Regions from separate parts of the Anser cygnoides genome. Here region 1 is linked to region 2. A link is a contact called in public Hi-C data. All regions are on one chromosome and are shown on one strand. Each heading gives the region's core, a stretch centred on a gene start, on an enhancer-like site or on the middle of the called end of the contact. The rest is flanking DNA. Distances are from core to core; before and after follow the strand shown.

Evidence for each region. Hi-C and Micro-C count contacts between places; a contact is called where the count stands out from the background.
Region 1: a contact with region 2 is called in a Hi-C map of liver, with 2.6 times the contacts expected there. The contact joins two enhancer-like sites. A contact is called at or near these places in 2 of 7 Hi-C or Micro-C datasets (both in liver).

The regions. Positions count from the first base shown.
Region 1 is chr1:204,375,982-204,382,410 of Taihu_goose_T2T_genome, reverse strand. RAB30 (RAB30, member RAS oncogene family) reads right to left here. Exons shown (of 5, transcript XM_066989931.1): 2 at 1,559-1,659. The coding sequence starts at 1,651. Among named protein-coding and RNA genes, the nearest start is that of DDIAS, 30 kb to the left of the region's middle. Within about 2 kb of position 1,435, at least 1 of the 3 cell types and tissues checked has open chromatin away from gene starts, as enhancers often do. A contact at or near this core is called in liver, where this site is marked.
Region 2 is chr1:203,973,256-203,980,315 of Taihu_goose_T2T_genome, reverse strand. No RefSeq gene overlaps it. Among named protein-coding and RNA genes, the nearest start is that of FZD4, 14 kb to the right of the region's middle. Within about 2 kb of position 1,390, at least 3 of the 3 cell types and tissues checked have open chromatin away from gene starts, as enhancers often do. A contact at or near this core is called in liver, where this site is marked.

The sequences.
Region 1 (6,429 bases), core at 186-2,685, 400 kb before region 2:
AGGAAAACTTCCTTCTGAGTGCCCATCCTTACTCTTTCCCATCCCTACTCCGCCCTTGCTCAATTAATCTGGACACTTAGAAGAATACTGAAAGGAATTACACTGAAAGATGTGCCTGCTTCCTCCACCGCTCAAAGCAGGGGGGACAGACCCCAGGGCAGGCTCTGCACACTGATCCATCTCCACAGCATCCATCAGAAGAAGGCACAAAATCCACTGCCACCTCCTTGTTATGGGGAGCTAAACAAAAGACCACATTTCTCCAGTGCAAAGGTAACTGTAATTCAACCCCTAATGCTGTTGCAAGCAGCTGACTTGAAAGGTGGGAAAACAAACAGGAGGAGAAAAGGAGGATGTATAAAGGGAAAAAGGAGAGGGGAGAAACTCTCCTGCTTCTGTGCACTCAGAAAAGGCAGGGGAAGGGCAGGCTGGGTTCCTCTGACCCAATTCTCCATCGCCTTGAAAGAGATGAGGAAAGGTCCTGCCACAGTGAGGAAAGGGATCCCCAGGGCACCCCCAGCAGCTCCTGAGTGGCCAGATCCTGCTCCCAGAGCACAGCCCGTGACTAGCAGTGCTCGATTTCGAGAAAGGAGCAACAGCCAACTGAACGAAAACAAGCAGAGCTTTCTGATTTCTGGTGTCCCAGCCTGCAAAGCCGTGTTGTTTTTGGGGCACATCAATCCCCTATAGCAGCAGCAGCGCTGCCAAAGTGCAGGCAGCAGTGGCGGCTGCAGACGTCGTGGTTAACCCTTTGGGACTAACCAGCTTCATTGCCAGCAGCTGGTACAGGCAGAGAGCATGTTTAACATCACTACAGTTTTAAAACTTAAACTGACGATTCCCAGTAGGGACTGCAACAACAGCAACAAAAGAAACATAACTTGCATTTTAGAGTACACCATGCAAACTCTTCTCTGAGCCCAAATCACAGACGCCTAGTCCTCTTCCTGCTGTTCTGTTACACAGAAGAAGGGAAAACAGTCCTCAAACCTTTGCATTTGATTCATTTTCCCTAATCAGGCAGACAGGGGCTCAGCTGGCCCCCACTGTTACCGCAAGCTTTTCAGGAGCCGGTGTACGTAAAGCCACAAATGCAGGGAGCACAGATTTTTCCCAGGCAATGCAACATCTCCTTTTGCTGCCAGAATCACACTCCACTGCTTCAAACCATTATTAAATGCCCCTGGTAACTCTTCAGGTGCAATCCCTGGTCTGATGTTTAACAGAAGACCCTGGGCTGACAGCCCAGGACCCAGATTATTTAATCATCTACTAATGGACAACATGAGAGGGAGCTTAGTACAGCAGCAGGCTGGTCCACCCTGGAGGGATGGGATGAGAAGGTCCATAGGAAATGCAACAGGAGGTCCTTATAAACCAGAACCCCAGCAAAGGCACACACTGCACTAGTTACTGATGCAGTGCTCATGCTGGTACATCACCACAGGTGATATGGACGCTGCAAGCATGGATAATAAAAGCCTGTGGAGTGGGGGTGCTGGTGGAGAGCTCCATGCTCCCACGCGATGCCCCACATCTGGCAGGTGCCCGACCTTACCTGCGTGAAGCGTCGGACCAAGCAGGTCTTCCCCACACCGGCGTTGCCGATTAAAACAATTTTGAAGAGGAAATCATAATCTTCCATACTCATTTACGCAGCTGCAAGAGAGAGAGGACGTGAGACAGTGTGAACCAAGGCGGTGGCCAAAGCTGCGTCCCCCACGCTGAACGTCCAACTCTGCCGCAGGTTGGCTCTGATTTTTGACTCCCTCCCGCTGGGGAAATGCCCTTTCATTCCCATTGAACTTTATTCCTCCAACTATCAGCACAAAGGTCTCCCTAGCATGCGTGTGGCTCCCCAGATAAGGGACAAGAGCCCTTCCCACCCCGCCCCAGTGGCAACACGCAGGCAGAGTCCACCTGGGCCAGCAACGTCAGCCGCTGCACGGCCGCGGCCAGTTTTTGGCTTTCGTGCCGTCCCGCGAGTCATCGATGCTGCTTTTCAGCAGAGCAGGGACTGGGGAGGGCACAGGGGCAGAACAAACAGGGCAACTGGTTAAAAATAAAAGCAGCGGTGTCGGCTGTAAAGAAAAGTTCATTTGCTACAATATTAGTAGGGAGTGGGGGGTAACAGTTTGGCTGAAGTATATTAACAGAGGACTTAAAAAAGAAGAAGAAATAATACATACTACTAATAATATTGCAATTATGATGATGATTTTTTTTTATATAGCTTGGTATAAAAGTATCAAACAGGAAGAGAAAACAGAGGAGGCTCAGGGGAACCCAGCTCACACACATCCCTGTGCAACCCCCTTGCCAGGATGCACAGACTGGCTTTTTGGCAATGTGTCAGGACACAGGCAGCATTGCCTATACGGAGGAAGACCCACCAGGCTTCCTTCAGTCCCATAAAGCACGGGAAGGACCAAGCAGACCCATGCAGCTTGCTGCAGCTGGGCAAGGAGCGAGGGATGCACCTCCGCCTCCAGAGCACCCAAGGGTGCTGCAGGCACTGTGGCCAGAGGAGGGGGTTGTAACCATTGAGACAGGCAGAAGAGATTCGGTTGGAGATTTGGGGCAGCCAGAAAAGCCCATGGTACTAAGGGATGTATGTGGTTTTGTGATGGGACTCGGTAGGTCAGGTGGACGGTTGGACTTGATGATCTTGAAGGTCGTTTGCAACTGAGATGATTCCACAATTCTGATTATATGACAGGGGAGCAGAAGGGCAGTGTCCCAGCTGCGTCAAAGAAAATACAGATATTATAGCTGGTGTCAAAGACCTGTCCTCAGGACTGGTCTGGAGTAATGGCATAGGAGAGTAAAGAGACAGATCCACAAGCCATCAGTTGGGATATCTGAGTACGGTACCTAACCTACCTGCACATACAGATTATGGATGAGGAGACAGAGCCAAAGCTGGGAAGCACAGAAGATGGAGGGTGGTAAGGAAAAGGCAAAAACAGGGGGAAAAAAAGTATTAGGGAATTGCCATCCTCAGTCAAGTCCCAGATTGCTCACAGAGTTGGGTCAACCCAACAGAGCACACCAAAACAGCTCTCCAAGCACCGCCTGATGGACCTGAAGGCAACAGAGGCGTAACACTGATGCAGCTGCTTGGCGTCTATGTGACCCCTGACCTCTCCAGGAGCCTTAAAAAAGGCTAACCTCACCAATCAGTGACTAATGACCTGCACCACGTTAGCAGGAGGTCAGGAGGGACGCAGCTGAGTCACTACAGGGACGCCTCACCGCTGAGCTGGAGCTACGGTCACCTGCACGCTGCCACCACACAGCAGCAGCTGGAGCAGCCCTGAGGATGCTCCAACCTCGCAGGACCTTAAAAGAGCAGGCTTTAAAAATGCTTAAAAATGTTTTCTGGGACTGTTATGCTGTGTAATAGCTTTGTACTTCCATGCCTGGCTTTCCCTGGACGATAAAGACAGTCTTAAGAACATGCTGATGGTACTCATAATCAAGGCTAAATGTCAATGCACGGCTTCAAGCTTTCAGACAAGCCAACATGAAGAAAAATGTGATCATCTACTAAAAGCTATTTCAAGACTAACGAGACTTGCTCAGCACTAGATAATTATCCCTGGGATTCTTCAAATCCCGGAGGGCATTGCTTCCCTGGAGCAATTTCATTTATATTACTTGTACCCTAAACAATCCAACATTCAAATTTATCTTCTCGGGAAGCTTAAAAATAAACTTCCTCTGAAGATCTCTGAGCTCAGAAACACTAAATGGCTCAGACATACCCTAGAGTTATGTCTGATCCCCTTCATTAGGCTCCAAGACTAATCATATGTGATAATGACCCCAAACTGGCACTGAAAGAGAAGCCAGGGACATAAAGCACACGGTGCAACGATGAGATTAAATGCCAGAGCTAAAGCGACATAAAAAGGGTACGGTGGAAGTGGGGACACGGGAGGGGATGGGGGAAAGTAAAGGAGGGGTAATTTTGGGGGGGAGCGGGCAGCTGAAGCTGACCATCGCTGCCCTATCACCCCCATCCACAAAAACTGCTGTTCCTCCCTCGTGTGTGCCCACACCCGCAGGCACCAGGCAGGCAGCGCCGAACAGAAAGGCATTGCATCAGTTACCGTTACGAAATCGCCTCCTTCGCAACTCAGCCTTTTGGCCAAGTGACCTTTCCTGCTGACTCAGCCTCCCGCAGCCCTCCCGCTCCCCGGGGAAGATGTGTCTCAACCTCTGCCCGCTCTCCGCTCTCCTGCCGGGAACGCGGGTCTCGGCAATACATCATACATCACTTCTTTTTTTTTTAAAAAAGGATATTCTTTTCTTCCTTTTATTTTTTCTCCCTTTTTTCTTCTCTGTTTTTTTGTGCTTCTAGGCACAGGGCTCTGCCTTGCATCAGGACATTGCTTTAGGGCGCTGGGGCCGCAGCTGCCTGTCCCACCCTTTGGCACAGACAAAACCCTGCAGCAAGGGCAAGGAACAGGATGCCCACCCATGCCTCAGCAACCCTTCACCACCAAAACATTTGTTTAAACCACCACTCTCATCAGAAACTGGGCCAGCTATGGCACAGAGACATGCCCTAGCTTGCGGCAGGACAGAAAACCAAGTTTCACGGCTGTTTTTCCCGGGGGCAGTTTGTACATTTCGCACCCCAGCCAAGCCCCAGCTGCTTGTGCCTGCCATGTGCTGCTCCCACCACTCGCAGGTCAGGCACGGATCTCAAAATGAAGGAGTTTGGCAGGGTTTTATTTAACCGGGGTCACTGCTCTGCTCTGTTTCAGGTCTCAGCCCCTCACGTGGATTTTGTGGGGCAGGAACAAGTGGCCAAGATGGGTGACTCGAAGCTGGGGGACCACCAGGCGAGGTGGTCCGCCCACGGCTCTGCAGCCTGGGAATGGCAGGACACATTCCAGCCTCAGCTGATTGTACTGGGCAAGACGATGCTCCTGGTAAATATTTTTCAATATTTAATCCTAATTCAACCAGAAGGCTGTTGAGATCTATCCGTAACGAAAGCACACAGAAGGGATGGGTGCTTTCACCCCTTCTTCCCCCTCTGCAAGCTCCCACAAGCAAGCTCACAGGGAGACACACAGAAAAGGACGTGCAGAAGCCATGGGCTGCCTACCCTGTGCAGTGAGCACTGGCGGGATCCAGCAGTCCTTCCCCCTTCACCCAGAGCCTCAGTTATAGAAACTCTCCTGTAAGTGTGGTCAGCAGGACCTGGCCCTCTGCTTTACCTTGCTATGGGCTCTTCACTGCCTCTAAATGTGAAAGCACAGCTGATGGAGGAGGGAGATACACCCCCGTCTGCTTCTGATCACCATGTGCCACAAGGCAAGGAGCTTATCTGCAGTGAAGACATGCTTTACAGAATACGATTTTCACGCATAGTTTAGCTTATTCCCCAACATGATGTCCTCTCCCTGCATTTGTTCCATTCACCTATTAGTTCTCCCTGATCCACTTCAGTTTACTTCACAGTGTTCACCATTGCCCTCTCTACCATCTGAACCATTTATCTTCTTTTTGCAGTGATTTTTCACCCATTACCTTGGACGGGCACAGGGGGTTCCTCATCTCTGACTGGCTTTGACCATGCCATGCTCAATCTCTTTGAGGAACAAATAAGCAGCAAAAACATGAGGCAGAGGTTTAAAAACCATCTGGGAGATGCTAATGGCTTTAGAGTGATCGGGTTCTCCTTCAAATGGATGAAACTCCTACCCTGCCTGTCCCTCACCAGCTTTTTACTGGCGAGTCTTTGTAGTCCCTGCACAAAACACAAGTACGAATGAGGTTTTCAGTTAGTGAAGAAATCCCTGGCAATTTTCTCTCAACTCCTTTGCTTAAGGAAGAATTTCCACCTCTAGGCTTGACAAGAGCAGACTCTAGGACGATGGTTTTGCCTCAGCTGTTTTGGCTCGTGGAGCCAAAGGTGAAGTGGGAGACTTCAAAAGAGCAAGCCTGTCTTGGTCAGCCACAAGGTGTGCCAACCCCTGCCTGCAACCTCTCCCTGAAGATCACCAGATAATGCGTGCTCAGGAAACACGAACAGCCTTCATCTGAAGTCAAAAATCTTTCATGTCTTAGAGAATGCTTCAACACCTTTGTTTTAGAAAAGCAAAACAGAAATAACTTCTTGTTTCTTTATCCCCACAACATTTTAGTCCCTTCTGAGGTGCAGAGGCTGGTGAGTCCGCGGAGCCGCGGTTCCAGCTCTGTGGGGCCAGGTGACAACCAGAGCAGGGAGCACATTGCAGAGCATGGCATCGTCATCTCTCCCTACCAGTTCCACTCATGGGTTTTCAGTTCCTGTAGCCTCAAGGAGTGTCAGAGACATGGGTATGTTCAGCAGTGGTCAGGGGACCACTGTCTCCAAATCCGAGCCGGCTTAGCGCAGCCAGCTGATGCAGATCCACGCACGGTGTTTGG
Region 2 (7,060 bases), core at 141-2,640:
TTCTGCGGGCCGAACTACACCTCCAATTGCCGGCTCCTGGTGCGCTGCCAGGACAGCCCATGGGCCTGGTGGCACCCCCCTCGGAGGCCGGGTACAGCCGGGCATAGTTTACACCTCCCTCGTCTGGTTTTGTCAGGACTGTGTGATTTCTGCATGCTGACAAGAGAGGGACGATCTCAGAGCGCTGGGACAAAATGGCTTCTGTGGGCCAGCCGTGACACCTAGCGGCCACACACTCGAGGGCCTGGGCAGCAAGGAGCTGCGGCCCTTGGATACTGCCAAGCCGACCTTCGGCTCCTGCCAGGCATGGCAAAGGGCACAGGGTTTCTGTGGGAGCATCGGAAGATATTTCCAAAGTATCTCCATGTATTTATGGAAGATTTTGCTCTGCTCAGCTTCCTGTGGGATTTCCTTCTGAGGGATTCCATCTCCCCACCTTAGCCACGTGTTGAAAGCCACTCTTGTCTTTGTGCACGCAAGGCCCCATGGCCTTCATCTCACCGCTAAAAGGGCAAAAATTTTGTGCTCAGACTGTCTAAGCAAGCAGGCTTCCTTGGGGCATCCTGCCTGGCTCCTAGCTCCTGTGTTAGGGTGCCTCAGGTCCCTGCGGTCCACCTGCTGCTTTGCTTGGCAATGACTGCTGTGCTAGCCCTTCTGACGCAACTAAATCCAAGGTTTAGCAGATATGGTCAATAAATGCATCAGTGTTTGCTAGGTTTGCATCAGGCAAACAGTTCGTTTGTTTATCCTGGTGGATGGTTTGTTTTCTAGAGGCTTACCTCTATTATATTCATTTTACCAGCAACAAGATGGGCTGCTGGTCTTGCTTAGCATTCTAAAACACAATTTTTTTATATTCAAAACTTCTCTGGAGGGGGCAGTAGTAGAAATTCCTGCCGCTAACCTCATCCAAGCATTCAAAAACTAGGAAAAAAATAAGAAGAGACTGAGATGCAGCAGTGCTGAAAGGTGTAGCATCTAACTTTTAGTTCACAGGTGTCCAGACTGGGGTCTAAGCACCAGCTTTAGGTGCAGGTGTTGTGGAGAGCCTGCCCATGTCCCAGTGATGGTGGCTGTGAGAGCAGTGTTTAGAGAAAGGATGTACATCCCAAGAAATCAACACCGGTAGTCTACGCTCCTCCATCCACATGATCTACCACCCACTTTCCACTTCCGTGCAGCATAGTTCATGTCCAGAGCCTTCCTAATTCAGCCAAGAACCTGCCGTACTGAAGATGAGGAGCAAGTGCTGATGTAACAGAGGACAAGGAGATCTGAATGAGACACCAGAAAATCTGGGGAGTCCAAAACAGAGCAGGACTGCAAGTGAGCTGTGCAGGATACAGTCAGTGCTCTGTGAGCCCTAGGTAAATCATTTGCAGGCAATGGCAGTGTGATGAAGGAGCTGCAGGGGGAAAAGGACAAATTAGACCATAGGGAATGATTGACTACAGCTGAAGGTCACAAACCTTTGTAAATATGTGGCAGAATTTGAGTTAATGTGGTGAAACATTTACAAAGCCTGAGTAGGCATAGAAAGGAGGAGGGTGGCAAAACTGGGAGCAGTATAAAAGTTGAGAGTCATGCCTTAGCTGGAGATGAGCAGCCCCAGCAGATCCTCGACATCAAAGAGCAAAACCTAAGTTTCCGCCTTCAGAAGTGACTGATGGCTTTGGAAGTCCCAGTTGTGATGGTTTGTGGAAGTCTTCATGTCCCAGACTGTCACAGTCTTAACAATCTGTAAAGCACCTCCGTTCAGCTCTCCATGTAAGAGACCCTGCTAAGGAGGTGCATCAGAACTGTCTCCCCAGAGGCCCAGAAACTGTGTAAAGGAACAGCTGAAAAAAATGAATGAGCAAGAAATACAATCCGAACAGAGCACGAGGACAAGAGGAAGGAAAAGCAGCTTGCCTGGACTGGGCTACAAACTGTCAAAGAGGCACACTGAAAAGGCAAGCAAAAGAAAGAAGCAGTGTCTTGGGATCAGCCCAAACCTCCCTGCAGCCCTGTAGGTCTCCATCTGGGGGGAAGGAGCTGGAGAAGCTCCTCAGAAGGTGTGAGAGAGCAGCACTGAGGCATAATTCACACCACTGCACCACTGAGAGCAAAATGCAAATAAAGTAAGCTGGTTGTGAGCAGCTTGCTGAAATACACCACGTGCAGTTGACATGACAGACCCCTTAACAAAGCTGCTTTATTTGCCTGGAGCTAGACAAAGTCTGCATTTATGCCACTGCAATGGAACAGTAGACAAACAGTTGTCAGCTATCATTGGTCCCAGTGTATTCTGGTTTTAGAGTTGAGCATGCGTTGTGCTTTGTCTGACGAGGTGACCTTTGGTGGGCCTGGGCAGTGTGTTAGCAGCACTGGTCTCCAACGGGTTCAGTCCTTAGACTTGCACTAGGAGGAAACCATTCCTTAGCACCATATCTGCCCTGGATCAAGAGATGCCAGAAATTCCTGTTCTTCAAATACCATTTTCTTTTAGCTGTGTATGGAGGAATAAAACCTTCCCTTGAAGATTTTTGTGATCACTTTTAAGACTTGAAAAGTATACTTTGCATACTAGAACTTACATTAATATATTTTTACTTCTAATTAGTGTGTTGTATTTGTCACTTCAAAGTGGCAAGAGAACAAGGTCCCAAAGGGTGTCTGGAGCTGAATGCCATCAAACAGAATGGAGAAAACGAAGAGGCAGACAGGGTGACATCTCAGAGTAGCTGCTCTCTGCTTGCAGACTCCACTCACATGCCCTGAAACCATGAGCATAAGCTGAAATCAGGTGAAATTCCAGGCATTCATACTTTGCTTTGACAAATTCTTTCCTCCTTATGAATGGCCAGATTTGTGCCTTGGGATAATGCTGTCCTTTCACTCCTGAGGGACAACCTCTTCAGTTTTTTCAACAGAGAGTAGTGCTAATGCAGAGAAGAGATCTCCTCTCCAATGACTTCTGAGACACCAGCTTTCTGCACAGTCCATATAACTGAACGTTTCTTTCTGCATGGTTTCTGCCAGCAACAGGTGATTTTCCTCAGCTTGCTCCAAGGGCACAGTGGAGGGTACAGGTGGGACTGTGCCAGCCTGTGGCCACCAAGAGAAAGCTGCTGCTCAGAAGCGAGCAGCTCCTCTTGATTTTATACCTATTGAACTTTGATTTGGCGAGCACACTCCCCGTCAACAGGGTGGAAAGAAGATTGACTTGAGGATAGGAAAGAATTTTGGTGTTCACCACCAGGAAATTTAATTTCCAAGTCATAGCTGGGAGGTCTCTCCCCCTGTCAGACCTGAAGACCTGACTTCGGCAGGAGTCCCACCTGGTGTGGTGGTGGTGGCTTGGGCAGCCTTGATTCTGCTGCCCAATGGTGAATGTAGATTCAGAGGGAGTGTTTTCTCCAAACTGGCATTGCCAGGAGGGAAAACCCCACTCCCTTCCCTCTCACTGCCGCTGCCTGGATGAATGAGCAGCGGGTTAGTGGGCAGTGTGGTCTGCCGAGCACACATGCTGGGTTCTCACATTTCGGTCGGGTGTTTTCTCCTTTCTGCCAAGTAAAAATAATGTGTTTCTAAGGGACTTTGAGTTTTGTGATGTGGGAAGAACCACCTGCTAAAGAACACCAGGGAAGTTTCCTATTCATTTGTCAAAGGCAGGATTTTAATTTATCTTCCTAGAAAAAAGACCCCTGAAATCATCGAGCCAGCCCCTTGCTGAGGGGCTTAACATGTGGCAAAAGTTACTGGGGCTGTCAGGAAAGTGTGGCGCTTCATTAATATGTCTTGTGGCAGTCCACAGAGGTCTCTCTTGAGGACAGAGACTTTTTTTTTTTTTTTTTGCCTCTCACTGGAAGGGCCTGACATTTGTGGCTTACAGAGGAATAAAGCTTTCCCTGGCTCTGAGAAGTTAGGTGGGAAGCCCTATCCCAGACTGGGCAGACTGGTTATTTAGCAGTGTAGGGTACTGAAGCTGGACAATGCAGGCTGGAAAGCTTTTCTTTTGGCTTTTGCTGCCTTGGGACACCCTTCTCCATCCATGGGTAGGTGGCTCAGCAGGCAGAAACCCTGGGCGATACACCCATGTATGGGCTGTGCTTGGCATGACCACATGGGAGCACGGACAGAGAGCAACGCTCCTGCAGCAGGAATATCCTTGGCTCCCAGACACCTTCTCAGCATCACGTGGGACTGACCAGCCCATTCCCATTGCACAGCAGAGCTCCATGTCTGGTCTGTATAACATCTAAAGTGGATGACACACCTGAGTCTGGGAAAAGCTCATCTGGCCCTCAAGATCTGAAAGTGAGTTTTCAGGACCCACTGTTAGAAAAAACTTTCTGTTTAGAAAAAAAAAAAAAAAAGCATCTAGAGCCCAGCTTTGGGCTGTACCTGAGATCAGCAGGACATTGGTAGGATTTTAGGTCTCAGCCAGTCCATTGTGGTGTTGATATGATGTCCCCACATGCTGCCAGATCTCATGGCTGCTCAGCTGAGCAGCCACGTCTCCCAGTAGTACAGATGCAAGCAGATCTCTGCCTTGGCAAACTAACATTCTTCTAGAGGTTTTACACTCAGAGATTTTGCTGAAGCTGTTTTTGAAGAGATTATGGCCACCTTACACAAGGTTATGATTAGGAGAACTTTTTAATTAAAAACACAAATGTGTGTATGTATATGTAATCTGTGCATACTGCTTACCAGCTTACTGTGTCTGTCCTCAGAAACAGAGGTTTCCACATCTAGCCATTTCTTATGGTAGATCAAGAAGGTCTGACATATACCACCGGAATCGTATCAGTTAGTTGCTATCGTAAACAATAATTGTAGGGAAAAATTCATAACACAGATAGAGATTACACTAAAAACAATACATACAGAAAAGTACAGTTGACATATTCTGGACACTTAGAATATTTGGAAAATTCTGCTTATTTGCAAAAATAAAATGCTATTTTGTTTCTTAATTCAGTGCATGCTTTCTTTCTTTTCTTTTCTTTTTTTTTCTTTTTCTTCTGAAAACCAAAAATCTGTTACTAAAGTGTTGTGTGTATTTGCTAATTACAAGCTAATGGTTGTTGGAATAAAGGAAGCGCATTTTGCTTCTTCCATGCCTGTCCCATTGACTTTGCCTGGAAATGCCTACGAGGAACTTTTGTTTGCAAAACTAGTCACAGGGAGATAACAGTGTGAATTCTGTTCTGCAATGTTTGCACGAGCACTGGCAGCGGAACTAACACAAACATTCATGGGAATTTGTTTCTGCAAGGTTAATGTCACAAATGATTTACTGAAGCCTTCCTCCTGCTCACCAGCCTGACATCCATCAAGGGAGTAAACAATATCCCCATGAATTCAGAGTGCTCTGACGCTGGTCACTGAGTAAACACTCCAGATCAGAGTCAATATTTGGGCAGTAATCAATCAGCTGGTATTTATTCCCACAAAGTTTAGGTAGAAATACCTTGAATCGAGAGTCAGAAATCAATGTTTTTGAAGATAAATCCATTTGTTCCTATTGATTCATTAAAGTTGTTCAATGAAATTGTTGAGATAGTTGATCTAACTAAAGTTATGCTTACATTATGTAGAATGATTAAAAAAAAATAAATCAGCTTTTTAATGACAGAAAAGAATGTGCCTGTCCTCACATGTTATCATTTCAAGAAGAAGGATGTGGATTGTCTTGCCACACATTTTTGCTATTGTCCCTTCTAATTGTTTCTCCATTAGTCTTGGTTTCTGAGAGTTCAGTACTTGTTAAAAAGGTCTTTTTTGGTTTTCTCCTTCTTTCTTTCTTTCTTTCTTTCTTTCTTTCTTTCTTTCTTTCTTTCTTTCTTTCTTTCTTTCTTTCTTTCTTTCTCCTTCTCTCTCTCTCTCTCTCTCTCTCTCTCTCTTTCTTTCTTTCTCTCTTTCTTTCCTTCCTTCCTTCCTTGTTCTCCACTATTTTTATGAAATGCCCGGTGAATTGAATTCTTTCTATTCCGGCACAAACAATAACTGGATGACAGAGCCCTGGGACACTGCAGGTAGAGTTTCCAGAACCAAGCCCAGCCCTCATGGAATTTAATTTATAAGGTGACCAGATCATAACCAATCCTTTTGGCCAAGTCAGTGGTTACTGAATCCACCCATGATGGATAGTAATTATTTTTTCTGTTTATTCACCAGACGAATGGTCGTTACCTCCATGGATATAACATGTTACATTCTGGTCACAGCCAAAACCACTTTCCCTCACCCCCAGCAGATGTTAGGCAGTTTTAAATATCAAGCAGGAACTTGGGTCAGTGGCTTAAAGTTGATAAATTCCTCCAAACCAACATCAGGTTGAGTTGAAATGCTGAATTTGTCCTGTTCAAATGTAAAATTAAAATGTTCCTTTTAGTCTCAGGACATGATTAGAGCATATTAAAGCCATGAGAAAAAGAGAGCTACAAGTATCAGATGTGGACAAACATGAATTGTGCAAATGGCTGTTGTTATTGAAAATCTTTTGCATTTTGAATAAGGCAGATTCCTCCCATTTCCCCATGGAGGAAATCACTTGCCTTCCTTAAATGAGTGGTGATGAGCCAATGCACACAGAGGGGAATGAGATGAGAAGTGACAGGTTTTTGTTTTGCTCTGAATCTCTTCGCATGGAGAATTGTCTCCCAATCAGCCCATTCTTTGGGCCTAAGACCTCTTGGTCTTTCTTTTGCCATTGGGATGTTACTTGGATGGTTCTGGGATTGTAGGGAAAGCTCTCAAACCTGTGCTATTCCACCAACAACATTTCAAAACCTTGTGCTTGTTCTTCTTCAGTTGCTTTAGCAGAGATGGGAGGTCTGGGTGTCCTCACATACCCACGCGCCACCTTCCCCTGTACACCCTAGTACCAAAGTCACCACCCCGATCCCAACAGCCCTGACGGATCTTGGATCCTGCTCTCTGCCAGTCCACCTCAGCCAGGCCTTCCTTTGTGACAGGAGACAGCAGCTTGGTAGTAGGTTTGGGGCAGGGACCACAGACCCCTGATGGGAGCGGGCTACAGGAGGGCGCTGCGGGGTGAGCAGCTCCTGGA